Linked DNA regions of Mus musculus: regions 1 and 3 are each linked to region 2. A link is a contact called in public HiChIP or PLAC-seq data. All regions are on one chromosome and are shown on one strand. The core of a region is the stretch at or near the end of the contact, and the rest is flanking DNA. Distances in the headings are between cores, read along the strand shown.

What was found. HiChIP or PLAC-seq counts read pairs in DNA pulled down with a chosen protein or histone mark.
Region 1: a FOXA1 HiChIP or PLAC-seq map of pancreatic cancer cells shows a contact between it and region 2. The contact joins two enhancer-like sites. A contact is called at or near these places in 2 of 115 datasets of contacts at active chromatin or transcription factors (astrocytes and pancreatic cancer cells).
Region 3: a contact with region 2 is called in a FOXA1 HiChIP or PLAC-seq map of pancreatic cancer cells. The contact joins two enhancer-like sites. A contact is called at or near these places in 1 of 484 Hi-C or Micro-C datasets (embryonic fibroblasts) and 2 of 115 datasets of contacts at active chromatin or transcription factors (pancreatic cancer cells and stem cell-derived neural progenitor cells).

The regions. Positions count from the first base shown.
Region 1 is chr9:34,940,860-34,944,898 of GRCm38.p6, forward strand. Kirrel3 (kirre like nephrin family adhesion molecule 3) reads left to right here. Exons shown (of 17, transcript NM_001190911.1): 4 at 3,511-3,660. All of the region lies in intron 9 of Kirrel3os (a long non-coding RNA gene), which reads right to left. Among named protein-coding and RNA genes, the nearest start is that of Kirrel3os, 65 kb to the right of the region's middle. Within about 2 kb of position 2,327, at least 21 of the 459 cell types and tissues checked have an H3K27ac peak or open chromatin away from gene starts, as enhancers often do. A contact at or near this core is called in pancreatic cancer cells, where this site is marked.
Region 2 is chr9:34,277,192-34,281,703 of GRCm38.p6, forward strand. No RefSeq gene overlaps it. Among named protein-coding and RNA genes, the nearest start is that of Kirrel3, 210 kb to the right of the region's middle. Within about 2 kb of position 2,875, at least 97 of the 459 cell types and tissues checked have an H3K27ac peak or open chromatin away from gene starts, as enhancers often do. A contact at or near this core is called in embryonic fibroblasts and pancreatic cancer cells, where this site is marked.
Region 3 is chr9:34,991,635-34,996,124 of GRCm38.p6, forward strand. All of the region lies in intron 5 of Kirrel3 (kirre like nephrin family adhesion molecule 3), which reads left to right. The region is part of intron 3 of Kirrel3os (a long non-coding RNA gene); the gene reads right to left. Among named protein-coding and RNA genes, the nearest start is that of Kirrel3os, 14 kb to the right of the region's middle. Within about 2 kb of position 2,412, at least 141 of the 459 cell types and tissues checked have an H3K27ac peak or open chromatin away from gene starts, as enhancers often do. A contact at or near this core is called in embryonic fibroblasts and pancreatic cancer cells, where this site is marked.

The DNA of each region.
Region 1 (4,039 bases), core at 1,077-3,576, 660 kb after region 2:
AAAGGACAGAACAGAACACAGCTGAACTCAGCAAAGACTTGATAAGTGCATAAAACAGGAGATCTGAGGGCCCGTGTCGCAGTGTGACTCTGTCCGCTTTCATTTAACTGTGTTACCCAACACAGTATACCAGTCATGAGTCTCTCACTGACACATTAGTGTCTTTCTGGTCGCCAAGGCTGAGACACCAGAAAGAAAATGTTTGCCAGTACATTCTCAGGTGCAGATAGAGTATTTTCTCCTAAAAGGCACTTCTCAGATGTCTCATGAGTCTATGATTATCCAAAGGGAGCGAAAGAGTATAACCCCCTTTAATTGAAAGGGGAACAGGGTAACAGTTGAAGAAAAATAAATTGACTCAACTATCTTACTGATCTGGTTGGATGAGACCCTGCCTACTCTCTTCCAAAGAAAGACAGACACCTCTACTCTACCTTTCTGCCATTTGTACTTTTTTCACTGTGTGTGTGTATGTGTGTGTGTGTGTGTGTGTGTGTGTGTGTGTGTGTGTGTTATGTGTATGTATGCATGTGGCTTTTATTGATGTTAAGAGACACCATAGTCATAGCAACTCTTACAAAGTAAAGCTTTTAACTGGGGCTGGCTTACAGTTTCAGAGGTTTAGTCCATTATCATCATGGTGGGAAGCATGACAGCATGAAGGTAGACATGATGCTGGCAAAGAGCTGAGAGTTCTACATCTGGATCTTCAGGCAGCGTGAAGAGAGTGACACTGAGCCTGGCTTGAGCATTTGAAACCTCAAAGCCTGTCCACAGTGACACACTTCCTCCAGTAAAACCATATCTACTCTAGCAAGGCCATACCCCCTAATAGTGCTACTGTCTACTGAGCCTAGGGAGGGATTTTCATTCAAACCACCTTTATAGAACAGGCTAGAGGTCAATGTTGGCTGTCTTCTTCAGTCTTTACCTAATTTTTGAGACATGTTCTCTCACTGAACCTGGAGCTTACCAGTTGGCCAGACTGACTGGCTGGCAGACTGACTGACTGACTGACTGACTGACTGACTGACTGACTGATAATAAGCCCCAGGGATCTACTGATCTCTGTTCCTTGGCCCCAGCACCACCACACCCAACTTTTTGGGTGCTAAGGATCAGAACATGAATCCTCACACTTACAGTGAGCCATCTCCTTCACTCTGACATCATTTGTATTTAAATTAGCATGTATAGGATAGGGTGACATGGTAGCCAATACCTGTAATTTTAGCACTTGGGAAGGTCAGTGCAAAACTGACATAAGTTCAAAGCCAGCTTACATAGATTATCCTGTTGAAATCTTCACCTGTGAGACCCCCACTTTGCTGATAAGGAAGCTGAGATCCAACAGAGCTAAAGCTTCCAGAACATGGAAGAGATAAGCGGGAGTTTGGACCTACACACCGTGACTAGTACCTAGATGCCCTGAATCTTTGCCTCCTTTGAGACTACAAAGCAAGGGTACCATAGACAGAGCTACAGATTCCTCCGAAGCTGCGCTCCTGTGTGTGTTTTCCACAGAAGCTGCCAGTCCTGGAGATAGCATCGAAGCTCCCTGCCTAATTAGGCAAATACAAACAAACCCATCACTGATGTTTTCCACAGCTCATGAGAGTGAAATCCTGCTGCTGATAGCTTGTAAGACAACAACAACAAAAAACTCCACAGTTCCATCCAAGATGCCTGCAGGGGACAGACCTAATTGCAGAACAGCAGGATGGGAGCTGGGCTGGAGGGCAGGGTGGACAGCTGCACAGAGGCCAGCAGCAGTTGGCAACCCTGCTTCGCTTGCTTGGGCTTGTCCCTTTGCCCATCAGAAGGCAGGCAAGTAAGTGGGAGATGGGTAGGCAGTGTCCTCCTTGGATGCATCTGATCCTTGGCATCATTTTTGGTTGGCCCAGCTTAGCTGTGGTGAGCAAGGTCCTTTAGTGTCATGATGAGAACAGTATGGTCTCAGGTGTAGAAGAGCTCACAGATCATGCTGCCAAGCCTTTTGAAAGACCATGGATCCCCACATCAGTGACCAAGGACAGGCACTGATGCGTCCTGGTACAGTCAGCCACCCTGTCCTGTCTCTCATCCACCCTTAGCTTATCCAGAATGGGCTCTGAAGAGAGAAAGCAACCAGGACAGAGCCAAAAGAAGGAGCCCATGCATAATCCCATAGCGCAAAGGCTATGGGGAGAGCAGAACTCAGGTGAGGGCGTAGATGGATAACATCCTGATAGGACAAATGAAGAGGCTTAGAGCCCAAGACCGCAGAGAGAGCAAGGGGCCGCCTATGGCCAGGGCTGCGGTCAGTGTTTGCATTCAGCCTCCTGGCCGCAGCAGCTGCTGAATGATTCATCGCCTTCAAACTTTTACTTATCTATTATTCATCACCAGTGTATATGCACTGAGGCCCCAAATTCCTAAGTGTCCTGAGTGCCTCCTAAGTGCTTAATCAGGCCCTGGGGCCTGGGGGTGGGAGTCAGGAATGCCCAGAAATGGGCAGGTATGGTGCCTTGTGCCCAGCTTTCCAAGATGTCCTGTACTCTTAGATTCCTGGAACAAAGCTCCTCTCCTGAAGTCACTCTTGACCCCTTCCAAGTAAACAAATCCCTAGTCCCTTTTCCTTCTGTTTTTCTCTTGCTTTCTCTTTTCTTTGTGAATCTTGGACTCTCTCTCCCTCCCTCCCTCCTCTCTGTCTCTCTCTCCTTACACCCTGTCCTCCCTGTCCTCATCCCCACTCTGCATTGCAAACACCACTGAATATGGATAGCATTTTCCTAGAGCCAATACCCATAGCCATGCCTGCCTGCTCAGCATGTCCTATGCTTTGTCTCTAACACTGACTTCCCACATTTTCCTTAGGCCTTAGAACCACCAGTGCAAACACACACACACACACACACACAGACACACACACACACACACACACACAAGTTAAAAAAGAAAGAGGGGGGAGGGAGAGGGAGAGGGGGAGGGAGAGGGAGAGAGAGAGAGAGAGAGGGAGGGAGGGAGGGAGGGAGGGAGGGAGGGAGGAAGGAAGGAAGGAAGGAAGGAAGGAAGGAAGGAAGGAAGGAAGGAAGGAAGGAAGAAAGGAAGGAAGGAAGGAAGGGGATTTTTTTTTAAAAAAAGGAAAGAAACAAAAGACTGGGGTTGTTGGGGGTGAATGGCCCTGAGAATTAGGGAAGGAACCAGTAAGGAAGCTACTCTGAGGAAGTCGTACTATAGACATAACGTTTCCAGTGTATTAGAGTCATCAGAAGGCCACCTGAGCTCAGCTCTACCCAGGCCAGGAATCAGACCCACTAGTCAACCTTCCAGAAAGATTTGCCTTTGGCAGAAGGGAAGAACTCAGCCAGGAAGACCTCTGCCTGAGCCACTGTTCACTAGATGTATAATTGCTTTTGCAAGGGAGATTTCTTTTTAAGCCTTAAGAGGTCACAACATCTCCGAATGGCCCTCTGGAAACTGGCAACCAGACTATTTTGATCTCTTACATTTCTCTGCCTTCTTCCCCAGGTTACCCCCAGTACCTGGTGGTGGGGAACCACCTCTCAGGAGAGCATCACCTGAAGATCCTGAGGGCTGAGCTTCAGGATGATGCCGTGTATGAGTGCCAGGCCATCCAGGCTGCCATCCGGTCCCGCCCTGCACGCCTCACCGTCCTGGGTAAGTCACCTACATACAGGTATGCAGGGATGGCATAAGGACTCTGAGAACCTCCAACAGTTCAGCTACTGGAGAGTCCTTCTACAGAGCTTGTCATGGGAGGCTCACCTTTGGATTTCATTGCATCTGGCTCCATCTACTTCTGCCCTCTCCTCTTCCCATCCAAAGGGGACAGGTAAAAGTCCCCCACCTTAGGAAATCATATTGCCACCAACCTATTATTGTCCTACCTAACCCATGTATTTGGCTGTACGTCGGGAGTAGATGAGGGTCCTAGGTATTCTACAGTGTAAATGAGGCCAGGCCTGCTGCAGCAGTGCCTGTCTGGAAAAGAATGTGACAGAGACTGAAAGACCCTTCTTCCAGAGATGACCTCCAA
Region 2 (4,512 bases), core at 1,625-4,124:
GGAGAAGTATCAGAGATGCTGGGATTTTCCCTGTTCCCTGGGGGATGGGATCTGTGTATAGAAATGCCATTCTTGGACCTGGTTTTTTGTTTTTTTTGTTTTTTTTTTTTTTTTTTTAAGTTCTGTTCCTGAAAGATACTTTATAAGCATTTCGATAAAAATGTGCATCATTTTAAGGGGCAGCTTTTGGCCCATGTTTTGAACCATAATAGCTACATGCAAGAAACTTTTAGGTGATATTCTTTGGTGTTTTTCTAAACAGCTTAGGGAAGGAAATATTAGTTTGTTGTATGAGCCTAAGCTTTAGCCTTAAAATTCTTTGTGTGTAGGACAAACCTTTTGTCTCACATGAATGCATGTTTGGCCAATTCCACTGAGCACCTCACCTTAACCCCTCTCCTTCTCTTACTCAGTTAATTTAAGAAAAGGCACATAGAATCCCAGCTCTGCTCTGTCTTCCCTGACGGTAACACTTGTGGTGAAGATCTTCCCCAAGGAAAGGCATACACACGTGGGGTGACGGTGTGCACTTATACACAGAAATAGACACGCAAAAGCAAGTACAAACAGACACAGATGTGCATACACAGAGAGAAGCATGCGCACATGCACACACACCAGACACTTCCCTCAAATTACTTTGATTTCAAATACTTACCTAGACTTAATCTACCCTTCCTAATACATGAACCATTTATCTTCACTTGGACTCTAAAAAAATTTTTAAGCTTATAAGATTTCAATGTTTGGCTCAATAGTATTCCTTAGGTAGCTCTCAACCTTCAGAACAAATCTTTCGTTTTAATATTGGGTCACTGGGAGCCTAGTGCCTTCCAACACTGTCATTTGTCTTTTCCAGCTTATTTTCTCACCGGCTGTAAATACATAGATTTGTGTTGGTGGTGGTGGTAGTGTTAGGAACTCTGTCAACAGAACTTGCCTATTCCTCTGCTATAGTCATAGGAAGAAAAAGTCACAGAGAATGTCAAAACCCAGAGATCACCCAAAGTGCAAAGCCTTTTGTAACTAGATTTCACAACATAAACCACTTTGAGAGGCTTCCAGAATGGCAGGCACGATAGTAAATCGACGATGCCATCTGCCAAATGGCCTGGAGAGGCTGAGAACCATCGGACTCATTAATTATTGATGACAATCAGAGTCAGTTTGACTTCATTATAGGCCAAGAAGAGGAAATCATTGAGGAGCTTGATCTTAATGGACCTAAGAGTAACAAGGAAGCTGTGGGGGTGAAAGAGTCCCGCTCCCCACCTCCTGTCTTCAATCTCTTTGAGAGCAATGTGACTAGAATGAGATGGGGTGTCTAAATAATTTAGGCAAAAGTCAATTGGTGGGAGGCCATGAATTCCAAACATGTCATGTGTCTGCAGGGGTCATGGTTCACCAGATAACTATACTCTCATCTCTTATAAGAATGTGGTTGTTTAACTAAAATGTTGCTTTCTGCTAGAATCTTTACCCTGGTTTTCTTCTCTCTTTTCAAGGGCTGATGTGAGACTTTGGAGGTGGAAAAGGAGGGACCTGAAGAGAATTGTTGAAGTTCTACATCCTTTCTTCAGCTCCCTGGCTCTTTATCTAGTCCTTAAGCACAGCCTCTGCTTGTCAATGACCCACTCCTTACATGAAGCATCTACTGGTCAGTGGCCCACTGCTTACATGTAGCCTCTGCTCCTCAATGCAAAGGCTTTAGGGAAGAAATTGAACAGAGTATCCAATCTGATTGGAACTGCAGGGGGCTTTCCATAGATGGGATGCAATTATTCCACTTGGACTGCAGCCAAAGCCAGCACTCCTGTGATGCTCTGGTTCCCTTGTATTTCTCTAGTGCCTTCTCTATGCCAGCACATTGCAGTCCCCTCCCTTGAGTGAGAAGAGTACCCTCTCTCCTGGCAACCTTTCTTTTAAACAATTTAACTTCAACTGAAGTACAATGAGCCTATGACAGCCCAAATGCCACACGGTGCCTATGGACCATGGCAAGCAAACCAGAGTTCGTAAGCTCCATCATCAAAAAATTCTGTTGATGTGAAAAAAAAATGTAGAGCAAAGACATAATTAATGGCAATAAGAAGCGAAGCAAGTCAAAAAGCCAGGGGGCTCCAGCTACAGTGTTCATTTTCAAGGAGGAGGGAAAAGTATGCACTGTATTCTTGACTATGAAGTAAATGAAATGAATCATTAATTCTTTTATTTTACTGTAGGACAGAGGCACATATTGAGGAATGGACTGGAAGAGGATTAGTATAGTTTGGTCAGCTATACTCAGTGTATGGGATGAGTCATTGAGTGGTAAGCTTGAGTCTTCAAAAACAAACCACAAGGCTGGGGAGGTGGCCCAGTCAATAAAATACTTCTGAGTCAGTACAAGAACCTGAATGTAGTCATCCACCCACTTTAAAAGCTGGGTACAGATGCACACATCTACAAACTCAGCACTGAGAGGCAGAGACAAAATGATACTATCTTGCAGGTCAGTCACTCAAGCTGAAAAGGCCCACATGGGATCCAGCGAGGATCCTGTTTCAAAGAATAAGATCGAGAATGACAAAGAAAGATACTGTTGCCAACCTCTAAGTGTTGGCCTCTGAGTCCTACATGCATGTACATGAATATGCATGCATACCTGTGTGGTTCCATGTTCTGCCTCTCTGCTGGCAATGTCTGGATGCCACTGATACACTGGCTCAGCAGGTAGTGGGCAAAATCTAGGATGGGAGAGCACACAGTCTCTTCAGGATGGGAAAACGTATATCTTCAGGTTGTCAGATGTTGCTGTGTGCCAGACCAAGGAGAGTGAGTCAGAGCCTGGGTGAATAGATTCCATAGGGCTCCAGTCCAACCCAGGAATGCTGGGAATGTGGGAGTGTTACAGCTCTTACAAAAGGAATAAAGAAGTTTGGGCAGTCAGCTTGAGGCAGGTCATTCAGTCCTGCAGCTGCAGCAGCAATGGTGATAGCATCAGCCAGCACTCTGATGTGAGCCTCTGTGGGCAACAGGAGCCTGGCCAGGCAAGCAGGTCCAAGATTCAACAATGAGTGCTTCAGGCAAGAGAGCCCTCCTCCAAGCCACTCTGAGACGCTCCTCAGTGAAATAACTTGTGCACTTTATTCCATGTGGACAGCGATTCTATGAACCTTGGGCAGTGGGATGGGATTTGGAGGGTAAATGCTTTCTATTGGCTGAGGTTCTGAGCAGGCACAGACGAAGCAGCTCCACTCCTTTGGACTCGAATCTCTGAGATTCCCAGGATTTGAGTATGCTCTACCTCACCAGTGCTCATGACTGTCTGGTGGCATGCCCACATGCCCTACACACCTATATATATACATACACGTACATGCACACATACAGAACACACACACAAGAATCCTTCTCCTCTCTGATCTCTATTTAATATGACTTTATTAACGCCATGCCACACAACTTGACCTCAGATGTGGATGTTTTGAACTTCTGAGCACTGTGCATCCCTTTGAGCTGAATGGCGGTTCCCTCTTACGGATTGGCATAGTCTCATGATCTTTCCTCATTAGGAGCTCTAAGCAATTAAATCACACACACACACACACACACACACACACACACACACACACACATCTCTCTTTAATTTTGAAGTATCCCGTGCAATCCACTCATGTTTGTTCTTTGAAATCATTATTTCAAATTTTAATGGACACAGAATTAATTGGACATTATTGTTAAATTTAATAAGAAGCAAACCAAATGGCAATAATGAGAAATCCTCATTAGAGCCCACTCTGCAGCCAGCGTGGTCCTCCAAATCTGACGGGAAAGAGCATACTGCCTTGCAGAGTGCTAGGAACATTGCTGTTTGCCTCTCTAATAGAATGTTTTTAATCCTTGTATTCAAGGTATTTGCTCATGGATGGCTATGCTTGATCCTTCAGCTAAGGCACGTGCTATTATTTTCTTGCCATGCATGATAAAAACACAGTTTCACATGCTTATTATGACTTCCCCAAGGTCACACTGACAGGTACGTGTTGCAGCCCTAGTGCTTTGTCCACTTCAAATTCTCCCAACTCCCCTCAACGGTAAGAACAAGAACTAAGAAATTACCAAGCATGGCAATACACACCTGTAATCAGTACATAGCGGCTGAGGCAGGAGGAGTATGAGCTTAAAGCAAGCCTACGCTACATAGTAAGTATATCTTACAGAAAAAAAAAGAGTAAAATGGACAGAATTATTTTACAGGTTAACTGCTGGCAAAAGATATGAAACTCCCTTGGTTCAATGACAAAGTGTTATAGACACTCACAGGAAAGTCATGGCCAGCGAAACATTTCATCCTATGCTTTCTTTAAGAGAGTTTCTGAATATGAAACAAGTTATCTCACAAGAAAGAAATCTTAAATATAAAGAACCCAGGCCATTTAGAATTGGCATTACACATAGTTGCCTTTGCCCTTTCTCCAAAGTGAAACATTGCCATTGTGATACTGATGGTAAGAAAAAGACTTTTCCTCC
Region 3 (4,490 bases), core at 1,162-3,661, 710 kb after region 2:
ACCATTGCATATGCCAGCAAGATTTTGCTGAAAGGACCCTGATATAGCTGTCTCCTGTGATGCTATGCCAGTGCCTGGCAAATACAGAAGTGGATGCTCACAGTCATCTATAGGATGGAACACAGGGCCCCCAATGGAGGAGCTAGAGAAAGCATCCAAGGAACTGAAGGGGTCTGCAACCCTATAGGTGGAACAACAATATGAACTACCCAGTACCCCCAGAGCTCGTGTCTCTAGCTGCATATGTAGCAGAAGATGGCCTAGTCGGTCATCATTGGAAAAAGAGGCCCCTTGGTCTTGCAAACTTTATATGCCCTAGTACAGGGGAACACCAGGCCCAAGAAGTAGGAGTGGGTGGGTAGGGGAGCAGGACAGGGGGTGGGTATAGGGAACTTTTGGGATAGCATTTGAAATGTAAATAAAGAAAATATCTAATAAAAAATCTATTTGGAAAAAAATTTTAAATAAAATAAAAGAGGCCTAAGAAAGTCCCCTGTCCTTTTCACCATGTGAAGATGGAAGAGGACAGCCACTAACAAAAAGGCATCTGACCCTTGCCATACACTGGGTCAGTCTGCCCTGGTCTTGGGCTTCTTACCCTCAGGGACTATGAAAAAAAAAAAAATGAACTTCTGTGGTTGTGTTAAACAGCCTGGATGAATCAAGACTTGCTTCAGAAAATACAGAAAGTTAATGTTCCTGCCAAGTGTTGCACGGACCACGTACATGCTAACAAATTGTGCATTGTTCATCTGAAGTTCAAGGTTAATAGGTCATCCTGTGTTTTGATTTGCTAAATCCAGCCTGTTTTCCACTGCCGCTTGCTGAGATGTCTGGACAGAGACGAGGAAGGGCTAAATCTAAGCTTTGTACCTTGAAGTGCTTGCCTATAAGGCTGCTTTTCCTTAGCTCACACAGTAGCACCCTGAACTGGCCCCTGCTGTACCCCATTGCTTTGGTTTTTGTTTTTACATGTTTTGACAGCTTGCAGACTAATGGATCTTGGGATGTGAAGGCAGCCAGGTTAACTAGTTCTCCAAAAGAGTTAACAACTTACTATTTACTTTTCAGCTCATCTGGAATCCACAACCTATGCTTCCCTTTTTTCTCTGCCTTGTAGTCCAGAGCAGGATCCTCAGGACCAGCAACCAAAAATATCAGATCTCTCTACAGCCCAGAGCCCACCAAAGCTCATCAAGCTATCCATCCCTAAACCTGTGCAGCCCCTACCCTGCCTCATCCACCCCTTTCCCCACAAACCACAGCAAAGGTTCATCGCACACTCTCTGCTCCACTCCCAGTGGCCTGGTGTGGCATGGCTTACCATGTCCCCTCCTCTTGTGAACTGTGAATTACTACTATGGTCGTGGCTTCTACATGTGTTCATGAATACAGCCAGAAATAACCAGTGCCACATACCTCCCCAGACGACTTTTATGTCATTCCAGGTGTAGTTTACGTTCTGCTGAGACTTCCAGATGAAGGAAACCTTGGAAGTCCATTGGCCCTTTTTATCTAGGGACAGAAAACTGGGATCTTGAAGGGTGGTGCCTGGACTCAGTTGACTTCTAGCAAACTTAGAAAACCTAGGTTTTCATCTTTTGGGGGGGGGGCTCTCCCAGACAGGCTCAGATCCCTAAGGTCCCCCAAACACCACCAGATGCTATATCAGGATGCCAGGAAAAGCAGCCTCCTGGCTCTGCAGTTGGGCCATAACCTTCCAGGACCCTGACTTGGGGCCCTCAGTTTTAGAGGGTGACAAGGTACATGCTTGTTCTTTAGTTCTGATCCCCAGCTGGCTCCTCCCCATAGGTCCTTAACAGAAGAAATGTCTTTTCCATCAGCAGAGGATGTGAATAAAAGGCCATTCCTATTCTAAGGATGGTTCTGTCCCATCTCAAGTTGGCTCTGCTGCCAAAGGCCACAGATCAAAGCTTGGCGTTACCACCCAGATCCTGGGGCCAGATTCCCAAACAAATGGCTTCTCTTGGGCCTGAATCAACCCCAGGAACAATGCTTTCTCTTGGGAGATAAGTCTGCTGCTCACATCCTGGGTGGAGCCTCACTGTGAGGATGTCAAGAAAGGCCAAGGTCATCCAAGAGAGACTGGGAAGGAGTAGGGTGTTTCTACATTGGAGGTGCCTGTCCCGGGTCTTTCTGAAGATAGTCCAGCCTGACCCTCCCAGGATACAGAAGAGAAGAGGATACACCTCATCTAGTGAAGACGGGGTCAGGATCACCCTATGAGACCTATTCCAGGGTAGCATACTCAAAAGGCCACTCTCTCCCACACAAGGAAGACAGCTCAGCCAGCCTGGCACATTGCCTTTCTGGAAAGGAGACTGTGTGCCTTTCCTTGCCCAGTTCCACCCTTATTTGGACTGTCACAAGGAGAATGGCATCTGGGCCAGCTGCCAGACCCTGAAGGGCCATGCCAGGCCCGGTTCTCTGTAATACTAGGCAACTGATTTCCTGGGCTCAGTTTCCTCCTCTGAACATGAAAGAGCTGGAAGAAACACTCAGGAAGTGCTCCAGCTGTGACAGGCTGCAAACCCATGGACTGCACCTATCTTAATAGGAGGAGCAGCCTGGCCCAGGAGAACGATAGGACCCAAGCTGAGGGGCTGTCTGAGACTGACCCCCACTCCCCATCTCCTTCCAGGAGTTCAGTTCAGCCAGGCAGTTTCTTCTCCAGAACTGCAAAGACAAGGGTCATAAGCTAAATAGGACTTCTGACTTACTTACAAAGACAGAGTAGCTGGGACTACACAGTACACACACACACAACCACTCAGACAGGGTCCACAGGAAAGTCTCCAGAACTGGCAGCTTGGGATCTAAGGTCTTCAGGATTTGTCACATTGTGGTAGTTAAGCACACTGATACTGAAGCTGGGTGGCCTAAATTTGATTCCAGGCTCCACCACCCTCTAGCTATGGGATCTGAACTTAAATTGTCTGTGACCTCGTCTGTATGCTAGGAACATAGTTAGCACCCAGGTCCAAAGATGGCTGGGGCCATGAGCAAGAAACCTGTGTGGCAGGCTGAGCCTGCAGTAAATACAGCTGTTGGGACCATCATGGGTCCTCTGGGTCCTCACACCTGGCCACCTGCATTTTCTGGATGCTGTGGTAGTATCCAAACACAGTAGTCCACAGGGTCCTGCAGGCTGGCCTTCCAGCAAGTCATAATGTTGGCTCAATCTCTCCATCTCAATCTCCCCCAATGAGAAATGGGATTGATAACACCTGTTAGGGCTACCGCAGGACTCAAAAGAAGCCACACAGCAAAGTTCCTTGCAGAGCTGGTGAGATGACCTTGCATTTGCTGTCGAGCCTGACTACCTTAGCTCCTTCCCCAGGATAGAAAGAGAGAATTAATACCCACAAGTTGTCCTCTGACTCCCACATGCACACTATGACATGTGTGTGCACACACACAATACATAAACACACAAACAAATAAACAAATGTAAATAAAATAGATATCCTGTCCTGGGAATCCTGGGGGGCATCTGGTATTCTCCCTTGTTCCTCCTGTGCTTGACACAAGAATGGGTGTCACAGGGCATGCATCTGAAATGTCAGCAAATCTGCAACTCCAGGGAGGGAGGAACTGGTGATAGGAATGGGCTTAGCCCCAAGGTCAACCTTCCCTGGGGCACTCTTCCCAACCCTTCTGCAGCTTCCCGGGGGAGGGCGACTGACCTACTAAGGGCCAGAGATGCAGCCTTAACACAAACACACACACACACACACACACACCACTCACACCACTTCTTTGTTTTCTCCACCTCAAGCTCCCTACCTACTCAAGGGGCTGTCAACCTGCCACCCCCTTGTCCCTACTGGGCATATGCTAAGGTGAGTTCCAGAGACCTTGCCCAGGAAAGCAATGCTAGCTCACACGCCCCAGGCCCTCACGCTCTGTGGTATACTCTGACTACTCCAGTCACTCCATCACTTTGCATCCGATTTGTCAAATTTAGGGAGCCCGGAATCTCAACCCTATTCTATGTTATGTGATAGCCACCTGTGCTCACCTTATCTATGAAAGACATCTCTTCTAGCCCTAGGGCAGAAGGCTGAAGGCGTGGTCTCATGCAAATGACACAACAAAGACCCGTGTTATCCACAAATTCCTATTCAGCCCAAATAACAACATGGACCCCTCAAATGTCTATAAAAGGGGAAGCAGAGAGATGATTTAAAAAAAAAAAAAAAAGACAGCAGGTGGGGGAGGTGAGTGGGGAGGGAGAAGAGAAAAGGCCTTGTTGCCAGGCAATCAGGCCTGCTCAAGGCCTCTCCAGGCTGTTTGCATATCAATGAGCAGCCCGTATTTAGTACCAGAGTTGGGGCACCCACACATCCTGCCTTGCCTTCAGGCTGCCCATCTCTGAGGGCTCAGTCTGGCTTTCCACTGTGTACCAGACGCCCTGGGAGGGTTGGAAAGATCTGCCACCCACACTGGGCAGCAGCCCCGAGTGCACT